2 separate regions of the Rattus norvegicus genome follow, and region 1 is linked to region 2. A link is a contact called in public Hi-C data. All regions are on one chromosome and are shown on one strand. Each heading gives the region's core, a stretch centred on a gene start, on an enhancer-like site or on the middle of the called end of the contact. The rest is flanking DNA. Distances are from core to core; before and after follow the strand shown. Region 1 holds the start of Snip1 (Smad nuclear interacting protein 1). Region 2 holds the start of Cdca8 (cell division cycle associated 8).

Region 1 (7,015 bases), core at 1,869-4,368, 130 kb before region 2:
GGGACTAGGATGCGGGGCTGGAAACAAGCACTTACTCTAAATTTTATCCCCAGCCCTTTTTACTTTTTTTTTTTTTTTTTTTTCCGGAGCTGGGGACCAAACCCAGGGCCTTGCGCTTGCTAGGCAAGAGCTCTACCACTGAGCTAAATCCCCAACCCCTGCCCTTTTTACTTTTGAGAAAGCTTCTTTGTAATATTTTTTTTAAAGATTCATTTTTATATTTACTTTATGTATATGAGCACGAGTACACTGTAGCTGTCTTCAGACACGCCAGAAGGAGGATTCGGATCCCATTACAGATGGTTGTGAGCCACCATGTGGTTGCTGGGAATTGAACTCAGACCTCTGGAAGAGCAGTCAGTGCTCTTAACCCTGAGCCATCTCTCCAGCCTCCCTCAGTAATCTTTTAAAACCAGTATTGACCCCAGCTCCGGAAAAAAAAAAAAAAAAAAAAAAAAAAAACAACAGTATTGAACTTGTGATCTTCTTGCCTCAGTGCAGAATTATATGCACACACCACCACACCTGCTTCTTGTGAGACGTTACTAGGGGAACTGGAAGTCAACTCTGCAGTTAAAAGCACTTTCTCTCCTTCCAGAAGAGCTGGGTCAGTTCCTAGCACCTAAGGTGGCTTGCAGCCAATCTTAACTCAAGTTCTAGAGAATCTGGTACCCTTTTCTGGACCTGTCTGGTATGGGCACCAGACACACACACAGTACGTACACATACGTGTGGGCAGGGAAAGCACTCATACACATGCAAAAAATTTATTTTTTAAAAGATCTGTCTCTGTCACACACATGCACACACACAAATTCTAACATTTACATAGATATATAGACAAGGGGAAAAAAAAGAGGGTAGTGTGGAGAGATGGTTCACTAGTCAAGAGCACTGACTGCTTTTTCCAGAGGACCTGGGTTCAATTCCTAGCACCCACATGGCAGCTCACTCTAGTTCTAGGGCTTCTGAAACCCTCACACCAATGCAGCAAAGAGGGCATTCAGTTTCGAGACTTACTATGTAAATGCGGCAATCAAGTCTGCATGCGATTGGCCAGATAGACATATACCTGAGTTTCAATGTGGAAGTAAAATAATCCAATGGAGAAAACCAATGTCCTTTGAAAAAATGGTACTGCAGCACATGGGCACTCGCAGGCCCAACCATCTGTGACCATCTGTGCTGGTTTAAACAGCACCACAGACAGTCTTCAAACCTAAAGACAGGTTGCATCCAGGAACTGAGAGAGAAGCGGCTGGGCAGGGGGAAAGGAAGAATAAAGGCGGAGAACGAGTCACTGAAGAACATCGGAGGCATCCTGATGGCAGTAAATGTGTCCTGACCAAGACACTGTCCACGGGTGTGTGAGAAGTTACCGCTGGGAGAAATGTGGACATGTTTCCCACTCTGTATTATTTCTGAATCAAATCAACCATTGCTTCCAAATGCTAAGATTTCAGGAAAGACAGCCCCAAATACATATCTGGTTTTTAGAAAAGCTCACTGCAGGGACAATGAAACATGTCTACACACCATGGCTGCAACCTCTTCAGGTCCGGCAACAGCTCTGGACTTGAGTTTCCCATCCAAGGTTCCTGCCCACTCAACTCACCTGCTTCACTTTGACCGTGGAGTAGTGGGGACTCCGGCTTCTCTTAGTCCGAGGAGACTTGCTTCTTCTGCCGGAGGACTTGCTTTTCTTTTTGGCTGGGGACCTTTTCAGAGCATGATACACAGGATTTTTACCTCAATGGCCCTTCCCCCACATAAGTTAGCTTCCAGTATGAGGCTCACCTCCTAAACACAGCACACGTGTGGACTCTGTAGCCACGGCAGGCCTTTACCTTCAATAAACACTTCTCCCAGCCACATACACAACTGCCTGCTAAGCCTCCTCACTTAGACAACCTAATGAACCCCAAAGCCTTAGAAACCTTTCTTTCCCAGTCTGTCATCCTAATTGGCACTACTATCCAGGAAGTCAATCTAGCCTGTTTTTTTCCCTCACATATTTCCTTCTCTAACAACCACATCCAACCCCTTAGCAGGTCTAAGGGCCCCGCCCTGTCCTCCATCCCACATCATTTCTACCAGCCTACAATGCTGCTCCATCACTCAATTCCAGATATGCTGCCTGTTTCATTTTTGGTTTTTTTATTGTTGCTGTTGTTGTTCAACCTTTAAAACAAACAGAATTCCAATTCAAGTTCTGTGCATATATTTCTCTCTCTCTCTCTCTCTCTCTCTCTCTCTCTCTCTCTCTGTGTGTGTGTGTGTGTGTGTGTGTGTGTGTGTGTGTGTGTGTGTGTCTGTGTGTGTGTACAAGCTCAGGATCCTCCTAACTTATGGTCTCCATTGCTGTGTTACAAAGCATGCCCACCACACTGGGTTCTTCCTGGATTCTTCAAAAGAGAATGGATCAATCATATCGGTCTCAGCTTAAAGATCACCTCTGTAGAAGTCCTCACTTCTTTCTACCCAACCTCTCGCTACCATATTACAGTTTTAATTTGTCTTTAACACTAACTGAAATTATCTGTTATTTTCCTTAGGGTTAGAGCATGCCCAATTTCGCCAAGTTGTAAAAGCATCTCTCTTCTTTGCCTTGTGACCCAGTACCTTAATTGATCGTTAAGCCACACTACGCACTCAGTAAATCGATGCTTTATGGAGGCATCGGCGAATGAGTGCCGAGAAGAAGTCGCCAAGACCCACCGTGAAATACTCTTTGTAGGTAGAGTGGAAAAGACATTCCCACCGTCCGCTCGTGGGCAGGCGGGGGAATCTCATTTCAACTCAAAAGGTGCTTTGCACTCCCGAGTCGCTCGCACCACCCGGTCCCCGCGCCATCCCGTCCGCGGCCTGCTTACCGGCTCGCTCCCCGGGCTCGGCTCCCGCGGTGACCAGCCGAGCCCGACTCGGCGGCGGGCGGGGGCGGGCTAGCGGCTGGAGCGTCAGGTCGGCGGTGTGCGACGGGTTCGGGGCTTAGACGTTCCTGCTTCACTACTACGGTCGCCAAAGCGTCGCCTGACCGGTGTCGCCGCCGGCTGCTTCGCTCCCGCTCGCTCTTCCCCGCTTTCATCCTGCGGCCCGGCCGAGAGTCACTTGCACAGTCCGTTGAGCCACTTGAGCCAAAGGAAGTGACGGACCGCTTTGCACTTCCGCTTCCGGGCAGCACGCTATCCCAGAAGCCCTCACGGTGTCGGGCCCCCCTGGTGGGCGGGGCCCAGTGCTTGAGTTCACACCCTGGGAATCCCCGGGCTAGTGGCACTGGGGTCCTGGCTGCTGGAGAGGTGTGGCTGGAATACTGAAAAGTTACGACCAGCCTCCGATCGCAGTAAATTCGAGGCCAGCCTAGGCAATTTAGTGAGACTCTGTCTCAAATTTTGGAAAAGTTGCAGCTCGTGTAGCGCAAAGCCCTGGATTCATCCTCAGCACTGCCAAATACAAATCAGTTAGAAGGGGAGTGAAGGCTGAGACAGAGTGAGCGTTTACCTCGCGTGTACGAAGCCCTGGATTAACCCCCAGGACTTCAAAAAGTGACAATTTTTTTTTCTCGAGACAGGGTTTCTGTTTAATCCTGTCTGTCCTAGAACTCACTCTGTAACCAGGCTGACCTTGAATTAACAGAGATCTGCCTGCCTCTGGCTCCCGAATGCTGTCATTAAAGGTGTATGGTACCATCACCCAGCTTTAAAACAAAAAAGAAAAAATCTTATGTGGGAAAGCTAATCCAGCTCTGTTCGTTGCGCGTTCTTAGTAGTTATGAAACACAGACACGTACTCAACACTGTGAAATTCTTTTTTGTTTCTTGAGATAGTGTCTCTATATAGCCTTGGCTGTCCTGGAACTCACAGAGATCCGCCAGCCTCTGGCTTCCAAGTGCCAATCGTCGCCAAATACTATAAATGACTTTCGTTTCAAGCAAAGGTGGTCTGTCCATTTCATCACATCCCGAATTAGACCTAACGCTAGGGCTCCAATCTTGTTTACCAAGAAGTTTAGTGCTGGTGGAGAAAGCACAGTAGGACAAAACTTGCACGCGGCCGGGCACCGCCTTCCTCCGAAGCCCCGCCCCGTCCATGGGGCAAGGAGCGGAGGGGTTTCCATGGTGATCGCAAACAAGGCTCCACCCGGAGGGACCGCTACGGAGTTGCAACCCCTACAGCCACCATGATACCCCCCGCAGACTCTCTGCTCAAATATGACACCCCGGTGTTGGTGAGCCGGAATACAGAAAAACGGAGCCCCAAGGTATGAACATGTCTCAGGAAATGCGAGATCCTACAAAATCCCGTGGGGAAAGACATCCCAGGTTTGAGGATCTCTGGAATTTCAGGAGACAGATTGCTAGGGCTGACAGCCAAGGGAACTTGGACAAGGATGGAGGTTGGGAGAAGACTACAAGAAGCCTAACTGTGACCCTAGAGGACAAATTTAAGATGAGAAAGAAGTCACATGGAAAAGATGAGGCTTGTGGTAGTGAGGTCCAAGAACAGGTCTGGTTGTGACTTACCTATGTCTACACAGTCAGAGCAGAGGCCTTACCACCATTCTAGAAACACCAGTTCAAATACAGGGACAGAGCCAGACATATCCCTCGTGGTCTTCTGCGCTCCTGTTTATTTAGAGACCACAGATGAGGGAAATAGGCCGGAAATGGGGAAAGCTCGACAAGAGACTGAGGCAAATCTGGAGGGACTGGACTGACTCACCTGTTTCTTCTTAGGCTCGGCCACTGAAAGTCACAGTTCAGCAGCCTGGACCCTCTGGTGCAGGCCCACAACCACCCAAGGCCAAGCTGCCCTCAACTTCCTGTGTCCCAGATCCTACCAAACAAGCAGAAGAAATCTTGAATGCCATCCTGCCTCCAAGGTAGAGAGAGAGGGATGACTGGGAGAAGGTTTAAGCTCTTGGCCCCAGAACATAGGTGTCTCCCTGTGTTTTACCTTGGATTTCCCCTAAGCTTTCTGGAGTTCATGGAGTCTCATATGGCTGGATGCTCATAGCCAGGCAGGCACCCTCTAAAACCATGCCCTCCACGTTCTGAGCACTCTCGTGACTTTAGATGTCTGCTTTCACAGTTGGGTCTTCTTAGCTCAGACCTGTTCCTCCTAAACCCCCTTCCCGATACTCTGTTTCTTTGGTATCTCCATCAAGATTCCTCATAGAGAGTTTAATCCCAGCACTCTGCAAGACACAGGAGGATTGCCTCAAAGTCAAGGCCAGCCTGGACTACAGAAGGAGTACTAGACTGGCCAGTGCTACATAACAAAGTGTGTCTCAAAAGCCCGTAAATGTTCAATAAGGCTAGGCCCAGTGAGCTCACCTTTAATACCAGAACCCAGGAGGCAGAGGCAGGAAGAGTTTGAAGCTAACCTGGGCTACACAGCCTCGCTAGAACTCTCAGAAACCTCCGCCTAATGGGCTTATTTATGTCCACAACAAAAAAGCTTTCTCTTGGATTAAAAGAACCAGAGAACCTGTGAACTTCTCCAGAGATGGAGGCCGAGAGAGAGAGGTGTCACGTATGAGTGGATTCTCTCCCACCAACATAGAAGCTTCTCCCTCTCTTGCCATTCTGCCTGCAAGCCCGTCATTGCAGAACTCGGCTGTTCCTCCAGCACAGAATTCATCATGGGCAGCCATTGCAAGTGCAGCACTTTAAGAACCTCCATACTCCCAACATACACAAATGCTTCCTAGTGGCTTGCACGAGGTTTATGGTGTTCTGTGTCTTCACCATAAGCCAGTGTAGGGGGGTTTCCACCACATTCTCCATTCAAATCAAGCAGCATGACCACACATCTGTCCTCAACATGCTAGGCAGGTATGACCTGGAGCAGAGGGTTGTAGTCTCGTGGAGAATAGAGAGTGCCCATCTGCCCAACAGTAAGGTATGTGTCCTGTGGAGGCTGCATAGTGGACGTGGCTCAGGAAAGAGAGGGAGGCAGAAGTGACAGGATGGCTATGCTGCCCACCCCCACTCCCTGCTCCTGCCCAGGCAGAGTTCCAAGGGCCCTCTGCTCAGGTCTGGTGGCTTGTATCTGTGTCACAGGGAGTGGGTAGAAGACACACAGCTATGGATCCAGCAGGTGTCCAGCACACCCAGCACCAGAATGGATGTGGTGCATCTCCAGGAGCAGCTGGACCTGAAGCTGCAGCAGAGGCAGGCCAGGGAGACGGGCATCTGCCCTGTGCGCAGGGAACTCTACTCCCAGTGTTTTGGTGAGTAGCCTTGGTGGTGTGTTTGCCACACACTCTCTACCTCCTTCTAGCCAAAAGCCAAGCCCTGAGTATTCCAAATGATCCCCACCCCCCATTCAGAAATCATCCCTTCTCCTTCTGCCTGATTTCCCTACAACTGCTAAGTCTACTCCCTTCCATTCCTAGCCTAACCTCTCCACCTCAGCCACTCATCCATCTTTCGTGGTCACTGGGGTGCCTGATCCCTCACGGGGTTTGGTTCTTATTTAGATTTAGATTTATTTGGGTGTGGGTGTGCATGTGCACACAGGCATGTTTTCATGAGGGCCCATGTGCATGGCATGAGTGTGGAGATCAGAAGACACCTTGCAAGAATTGATTCTGGGGGTTGGGGATTTAGCTCAGTGGTAGAGCGCTTGCCTAGCAAGTGCAAGACCCTGGGTTCGGTCCCCAGCTCCGGAAAAAAAAGAAAAGAAAAGAGAAGAAAAGAAAAAAAAAGAATTGATTCTGTCCTTCTACCAGGCTGATTCTAGGGAATGGCTCAGGCCATCAGGCCTGTCTTTACCTACTGAACCATCTCACTGTCCCCTCCCCTTGATGGGTATTTGGAGTAAGGTAAGAACTTCCACTTTAGCCAGATATGGTGGCATATGCCTTTAATACAGGCCCTCAGGAAGTAAAGGCAACAGATCTCTCTGGCTTGAGGTCAAGCTGATCTACATAGTGAGTTCCAAGTTAGCCAAGTCTACCTCTAAAAAACAACTTTTAACTTTGAGTCTTTTTTTTTCAAAGATTTCTGTAATA
Region 2 (7,211 bases), core at 3,566-6,065:
CAACCTGACTGGATTTAGAATCGCCATGGAAACACGATACAGGTTGTGTCAGTGCTGGTGTCTCCAGAAAGGTTGAACTGAAGTGGGAAGACCCCTCTGAATGTGGTATTGTTCCGTGGGCTGGGGTTGAGGATGAACAGAGAGGAAGTGAACAGAGCCCCAGCAGCCAGCACTCCCTTCCTGCTTCCTGAGCGATGCAGGCACAGCATGACCAGTGGCATATGCTCCTGTCTGTGCCCTCCCCTCTATGATGGACATATCCTCGCAGTTATGGCCTGAAACAAATCTGTCTGTCCTGTTTCGTGATGGATACTTGGTCGCAACATGAAGGACAGTAACGCAGTGGGCACTGCTGGTGCATGCTCAGCTCTGAATTTGTAGCTCACTAAGTGAGCCAGCTGGAGGCCATGGGAGTCTGAGACGCAGAGCCAGGAGCAGTAGTAAAGGGAGCAAAACCAGGGTCAGAGGACAGTCATGGACAAGAATGGAGAAGGCAGACCTGTGGCTAATTTTCTGCTCTCGGGCTTGTTCCCGACCATGCCAACTGTTCTTGAGAACATGGCCCAGCACTGTTAAGCATAGACCTTGACCACGTGGTTCTGCTTAAAACTTCTGAGACCTCTGATTTCAGAGTAACAGCCAAAACCTTCAAGTTCTTTCTCAAAAACAAAAGGGGGGTGGGGAAGGGCTTCTGTCACTATCCTCACACCCTGCCCTTGCCCCACCAGCCTCGTGGTCAGTTCCTACATGAACCAGACATGCTCCCACCCAGGCCTTCACTCCATGTACCCTCTGCTTGGACCACTCTTCTTCTGAATATCCACATGGCTCGAATGCCGTGAGTATCACTGTCTCAGGATGTCACTGTCTCATGGGTTCCTGCCAGGACCACACTACTAAAGTCACGGCCCACCTTCCCTCACTCGTCCTCCCTCATTCTTAGCTCACATCCGACACCATACACTCACTTTTCTACGCCTGCTCTCAGCACTTACAGCAGTGTCTGGCAGATAAACTGTAAGAAATGACTACTAAAAAAAATGCAAGAAGAATCTAAGATTGAGCGTTAAAGAGAACTGCAGCAAATCATGCAGCCTGCTGACCCGTGAAGTCTGAACCTGTAGGGCAGCTCTGGGAGGTCGGGAAGCACTGAAAGGATATGAGCTTCGAAAATGTCTGTCAATGTCCTGCAGCCACTCCAACATGTCAGTCACGGAGGGGCTCACAACCGAGGGCCTCAGGAGAGTATCGATGTCAAGCACGTCCGCATGCTGCTCATAGGTCTGAAACACCTGCTCCACGTGGCTGCTGATGGTGTTGCGAACCCTGAGGAGGGTGGCTCTGTAGAAAAAGTAGGGAGTTAGGTGGTATCCCAGAAAAGATAGGGGGGTAAGGCTTCTCAAATCACTACTGCCATTTTGAGGTTTTGTTTCAGAGGGGACTTAAACCCTTAGACATGTTAGGAAAGCGGTCTACCACTGAGCTACATTCTAATCTCACTTTATAAATTCTTTTTAATTTAGTATGGGGGAAGGGCATGCACATGCCAGAGCACATGTGTGGAGATCAGAGGACTACTTTGTGGTGTCCATTCTGTCCTCCCACCCAGAAACATGGGTCCTGGGGAATGAACCCAGGTCATCAGGCTTGAATACCAAGTCTCTCTACCCAATGAGCCATCTTAACTGCCCATGATGGTCAGTTCTTGAATGGCAATGTGGGCTCAGCGTGCACAGCCTGCTTAAGGAAATGAGTTATTTCCCCTGTGCATAAAGCTCCATTGCTCACTGTGTCTTCCAAGAGCAGCGAACACACAGTGAATCAGTCAATTCACTGTCACCAGAGAGAGAAATATGATGGTGTATATAAGGTGCCTTTAGCAGTGCCTACATATCATTCTAATGCTGACGCAAAGGGACTCATCACTAAAACAAAGACTGCAACTTCCCAATGGACAAGGAATCTCCCAGCCCAGAACTCTAGCTCTAAAGATCCGGCTGTGTCTTACAGTGTAAAAACAGGAAACAACCCAAAACCAGCAAGTCTGTAAGTCCTGCTTATACACTGTGACTTAACAAACAGAAAACAGAGTATCAGTAACGCCTGAGTTGTTACTGTTTTGTGGACTGGTTACACATGTATCCACTTGTGTGTAGAAGGAGGTGGTGGTGAGGAGCCCAGCTTAAGTGGCAGGCACACTTCAGAATCCCGGCTCTAATTCTCACTGGCTCTGTGATCAGGACAATCAGTTTATTTTCTGTCTTCTTGCTTCCAAATGCATAAGCAGGGTTAAGCCAGGGGTGTACAAGGTCCTGTACATACAGTCTTTAATCCTGGCTCTCACTGACTCTACAGAATACCAAGGAAGACTCTTCTTCCTCTCCTCTTCTTTTCTGCTTTTGTCATTTCTTCAGTTATGTAATTGGTTTGGGGTTATTTTTATTTGTTTGTTTACTTACTTATTTTATTTTGAGACTGGGTCTGTCAGTGTAGCCTTGATTGTCTTGGAACTCTCTACGTAGACCAGGCTGGCCTTGAACTCAGAGATCTGCCTGCCTCTGCCTCCTTAGTACTGAGATTAAACACTTGGCCTGGTTTGGGTTTTTTTAAAACAACCTACTCCAGGCTGGCCTCGAACTTACAGACATTCAATCTTAGCCCCCTGCATGATTACTCCTGACTTGCTTCTGTCAACTTTTGTAGGCCCACCATGACTGAGGCTGAGATGCCCTACAGCCTTAAGATCTGTCCATCAACAAAGGGGGACACAGAGCATCTTACAGCCTCTCAGTTAGCTTGTCCAGGACAATGTCACCAGCCTCTAGTTGCTTGCGCCTCAATCGCTCCTGCAGGTCTGGAAAGGGACGAAGGGCTAGCACATCCTCAAACCGCAGACTTTGTGCAGCTTGCAGCTGCTCAGCCAGATTGCTGAGAGAGGAGAGGAGGGGCAAGCAGTCCTGCAGAGTGCTCTGCCACAGGTCCTGCTGTTCCTCCACCACGGGGAAGCACTTCTTCAGGGCCTCCTGCACAACCAGCAGCGGCTGGTCATGAGCCATCTTCTGGGTAGAAAAACAAAACAAAACAAAACAAAAGAGAGTCAGGGTACCAAAAAGGGAGAGCCTACATCAAGGGTGAGTCATTTTTGACCTCATGAGAAGACCAGATTTGGTTTTCAAATAGTCCCAAGGCAATATTGAAAGGTAGGGAGACTCTAGGTGACACAGAAAAGAACTCTTCGTCCTGGAAGCAGGTTGACACTTTCGACCAACAATGAAGTAAGAATTTCAGCAGCATACTTACCAACTGCTTAAGGCCTTCCTTCCTTCCATGTTCTAGAAATCTCACCAGAAATCCCATTTACAGAGAAAGGTCACACACTACTCCATTTACAACCAACTGCTTAAGGCCTTCCTTCCTTCCATGTTCTAGAAATCTCACCAGAAATCCAATTTACAGAGAAAGGTCACACACTGCTCCATTTACAACCATAGGAGCTCCTGATTTCACTTTATTGGATTGTAATACCATCAGAGAATATTGGAAGCCCTCTCACTTACTTCTCTTCTCAAACAACTTTTTGTTTGAAGAGAATAACAAGGGTTCTTTAGAAACCCTTTTGAGATGTAACCTGAAAGCTACCAAAATAAGTATACACGGCTAATGTAATATGACTTTAATCCCAGCACTCTGGAGGCAAAGCCAGGTGATCTCTGGGTTTGAAGCAAGCCTGGTCTACAGTCCCAGGATGGCCAGGGCTACAGAGAAACCCTGTCTCAAGAAACTGGGGGGCGGGGGATGGTGTCAACTGTTGATCTCCCTGGAGAAGACCAGACCCACATGACTATGTCTAACTTTCTGAGATTGTTTGAGCAGCCTTCAAGTGTATTCTATTTTATGCCTAAGTGCTTCTCTCTTAATCCCTGTGCTTAAGCCTGTATTAAAAGCTTTAGGCTGGGAGTTGACGAATGTACCTTTAATCCTAGCACATGGAAGACTGAAACAGGCAGATCTCTGTAAGTTCGAGGCTAACTTAGTCTACACAGAGACTGCCAGGCTAGCCTGAGTTAAATGGTGAGCCCCCGTATCAAATGTGTGCATGTAACTCTGCTTCATAGACTGGCTAGTGCTGAGTTCTTTCCAGCCTCAGAGCCATCAACTGAGCTGAAGTCCCTAAAAGGTTAGGGGAACTCCTCACCTTGCTGAAGTAGGCAGAGTGAAGCTGTGCTCCTCTGTCTTGTCACCGCTGACACTCAAGAATAAAGATTGCGGCGGTCCTCTTACCAGTTCTCTGCAGAAGGACTGCAGGTCTTCCGAAGGGGTTTCTAAACGACAGTGCAATCTACTTTAGATTGCGAAGCCCTGGGGTCTGTCTATCCCCGGACCAGTGCTTCTGGAGTCTTGTCTCCTCTCTTTAAGATTTCCAGCCCTGTTCCTAAATCAACAGGAAAACGTAAATCCTGGGTTGTCAACACTGAGTACATCAAAAACTACACGGGGCTTGGCACTGTCTGCTCATTCACAAGACCGAACTCACCACTCCAGTTCTAGTTAGCACGACTCTGGAGTCGCGAAAAGATGGCGTATGCCTCAATGACTTCTGGGCATTGTAGTTCTCCATAAGGATTGGCTGACGGAGGGAGAAGAAGCTTTGTTGTGATTGGACTTTGTGAGAACCGTCCTAAGACGACGATTTGCTATTGGCTAGGCTGTGCCCGTTGAGTTTGAATTGGGTGGCGGTTAGTGGAAGATCAACCCGTCCCTCAGCTGGAGCTGTAAGGTTTCCTGAGTCTGTTTTGGGACCCCCAGGTTTGTTTCCGCAGAGTTCAGGATACCTAGACTCCAACGACTGAACTTCCGCTGCTCCCCGACCACTCACGCCCTCTTTCCCGGTCTCATTCGCTAACCCGGCAGCTCGGCCCCTCGCTGGACGCACCCTGGTGTCATGGCTCCTAAGAAACGCAGCAGCCGCGGGACCAGGACCAACACACTGCGGAGCCGGAAGCTCGCCTCCTTCCTAAAGGACTTCGACCGCGAGGGTAAGGGGTGGATTCGCGTGATCGTGAGTTTTGGGTGGGTTGGGGCGCGGGTGCGACGGCTTCGCACACCTGACGCGGGATCCATCGGCTTTCACCTCTTTGCAGTGCAAGTTCGAACCAAGCAAATTGAGTCCGACAGGCAGACCCTCCTCAAGGAGGTGGAAAATCTCTACAACATCGAGGTCCTTCGGCTCCCCAAGGCGCTGCAAGTCATGAAGTGGCTTGACTACTTTGGTAAGAGCTGCTAGCGTTTCCCCCGTGGCCGATTAGTGCTTATCTTGAAAACTTTCTATAGGGACTCATTCAGATGTCTTAATAAGGTCTTAAATAGCCACCGGTGGGAAATTGCCATCTGTCATAACTTATAAAAAAAAAAGTGATAGACCCATTGGAAAGAAGCGGGCATGAATTACCCTTCAGATGAGTGTTATTAGGATAGTGCTTCACACTTTCACTGCTCAGTGGGAGGAGAGCTTTAGAAGGTATATACCAGAGATAGATGAGGGGGGGGGAGGGGGGGGCTGAAGGAAGAGGGAGGGAGGGAGAGGGAGGGAGGGAGGGAGGAGGAGGAGGAGAAGGAGGAGGAGGAGGAGGAAGAGGAAGAGAGAAAAGATCAAATCCATAGTACAAAGTGAGCTTCTGATTCTTGAAGGCTTTCAGAGGTTGGGGAAGGCCGTTCCACACTGACCTGACCTAGCCTAAGCTAGCCTAGGCAAGGATGCAGGCACTTGGTAGGACTATAAAAGTTTTCCTGCCGATTTACAGAGGAGGGAGAGAAATGCAAGACCAGGATACATCATGTTTTCTCCGCATCTCTGTGTCCAAGGGGAGAGTTGCAGGAGGGCACATCCATATTTTGGAGAGGAAAGAGGCAGTTTATGATCTGAAACCACCTTACTGCTCAGTGCACCTGAAACTGCCATCCAGCCCATGGGCAGGCAAACCATGGTCCTTAACTGGCCAGGTAACAAATAATTTAGATTTCTGGAATTGGATTTCTACTATAGTTCCAAAGGAGCTGTGATGAGTTTGATTTCTGGGCACAATGAAATGTCAGTTTCACGTAACTTTCACACATCTTCACACATCGGGGAAATACTTGTGCAAACTCGGCCTTCTAAATGAATAAATTAAGAAAAAGATGATTTGGTTTTGTCAGAGCTCAATTAGAACAGTATGCTCAAACAGCTCTGTCTTAAGGAAATTGCCAACTTAAAAATGAGCACCTCACTTGTGAACTGCAAAAATAAGAGTGGTTCTCTGACCAGAGAAAAATCCCAACCCATTTCCCACCACTATTGAAACCTCCAAGGAAACACGGAGCCAGACCACAATTAAAAACAGGGTTTTCGGGGTTGGGGATTTAGCTCAGTGGTAGAGCGCTTGCCTAGCAAGCGCAAGGCCCTGGGTTCGGTCCCCAGCTCTGAAAAAAAAAACAAAAACAAAAACAGGGTTTTCCAGTAAATAGCACAGTCCTGGGGTTCACAAATATTCTGTAATGCAGACTGGCGTCAGACTCAGGTCTGCCGGCCTCTGCCTTCTCCGTGCTAGGATTAAAGGCGTGTCACCGCCCGGCCATGATGATGATTTGTAATGAGGAGCTCACCTAAGCTTTCATTCTATATCTTTTTGCCAGGACCAAGGGATATTGTCTCTGGAATTCAGTTCAGGCAGGAGTAGAGACCTAAGTAGCTTTTGAGTAATTTGCTGTACTGTGTAGATATGTATTTGTAGTTTGAAGCAGTCTGTTCAACAGTTTTAATGTGGCATTTGAGCTGAGTTTTAAAGAATGAGTAGAAATTTTTAGGGCACAGAGAAGTGTTCTGAGCAGAAGAAATACTTAGTATCAAAGCTCTGGGTCTGAGGATAGCCTGTCTGAGAAACAACAGGAACTCTGAAGACAGAGATGATGGAATCATGAGCTAGACAGGGAGGATCCAACTGGAGAAAGATCAAAAGACAGGCTAGAGGGTCCTTCACTGGTCCGATGGAGGAGGTAATTAATAGTGCTAGAAAGGTCATTCAGACCTGACAGTAACGAAATATGGTGTTCTTTTTAAAGCCCTAGGAGGAAACAGACAGGCCCTGGAAGAGGCAGCAACAGTAAGTGAACCATCTTGATTTTGTGTTGTTAGTTTGTAGGTTTAATTCTGTCAAAAAAAAAAAAAAATCTAA

The links. Hi-C and Micro-C count contacts between places; a contact is called where the count stands out from the background.
Region 1: a Hi-C map of hepatocytes shows a contact between it and region 2, with 2.9 times the contacts expected there. The contact joins the promoter of Snip1 here to the promoter of Cdca8 in region 2. A contact is called at or near these places in 12 of 12 Hi-C or Micro-C datasets (the A7r5 cell line, the Rat2 cell line, Schwann cells and 7 more) and 1 of 1 datasets of contacts at active chromatin or transcription factors (oligodendrocytes).

The regions. Positions count from the first base shown.
Region 1 is chr5:142,609,131-142,616,145 of GRCr8, reverse strand. Snip1 (Smad nuclear interacting protein 1) reads right to left here and starts at 3,118. Exons shown (of 4, transcript NM_001014069.1): 1 at 2,874-3,118; 2 at 1,616-1,718. The coding sequence starts at 3,085. It overlaps Dnali1 (dynein, axonemal, light intermediate chain 1), which reads left to right and starts at 4,176. Exons shown (of 6, transcript NM_001031647.1): 1 at 4,176-4,258; 2 at 4,734-4,879; 3 at 6,063-6,232. The coding sequence starts at 4,178.
Region 2 is chr5:142,480,803-142,488,013 of GRCr8, reverse strand. Cdca8 (cell division cycle associated 8) reads left to right here and starts at 4,815. Exons shown (of 10, transcript NM_001025050.1): 1 at 4,815-5,036; 2 at 5,142-5,270; 3 at 7,099-7,139. The coding sequence starts at 4,943. It overlaps Airim (AFG2 interacting ribosome maturation factor), which reads right to left and starts at 4,627. Exons shown (of 5, transcript NM_001109264.1): 1 at 4,282-4,627; 2 at 2,782-3,059; 3 at 1,162-1,341. The coding sequence starts at 3,056.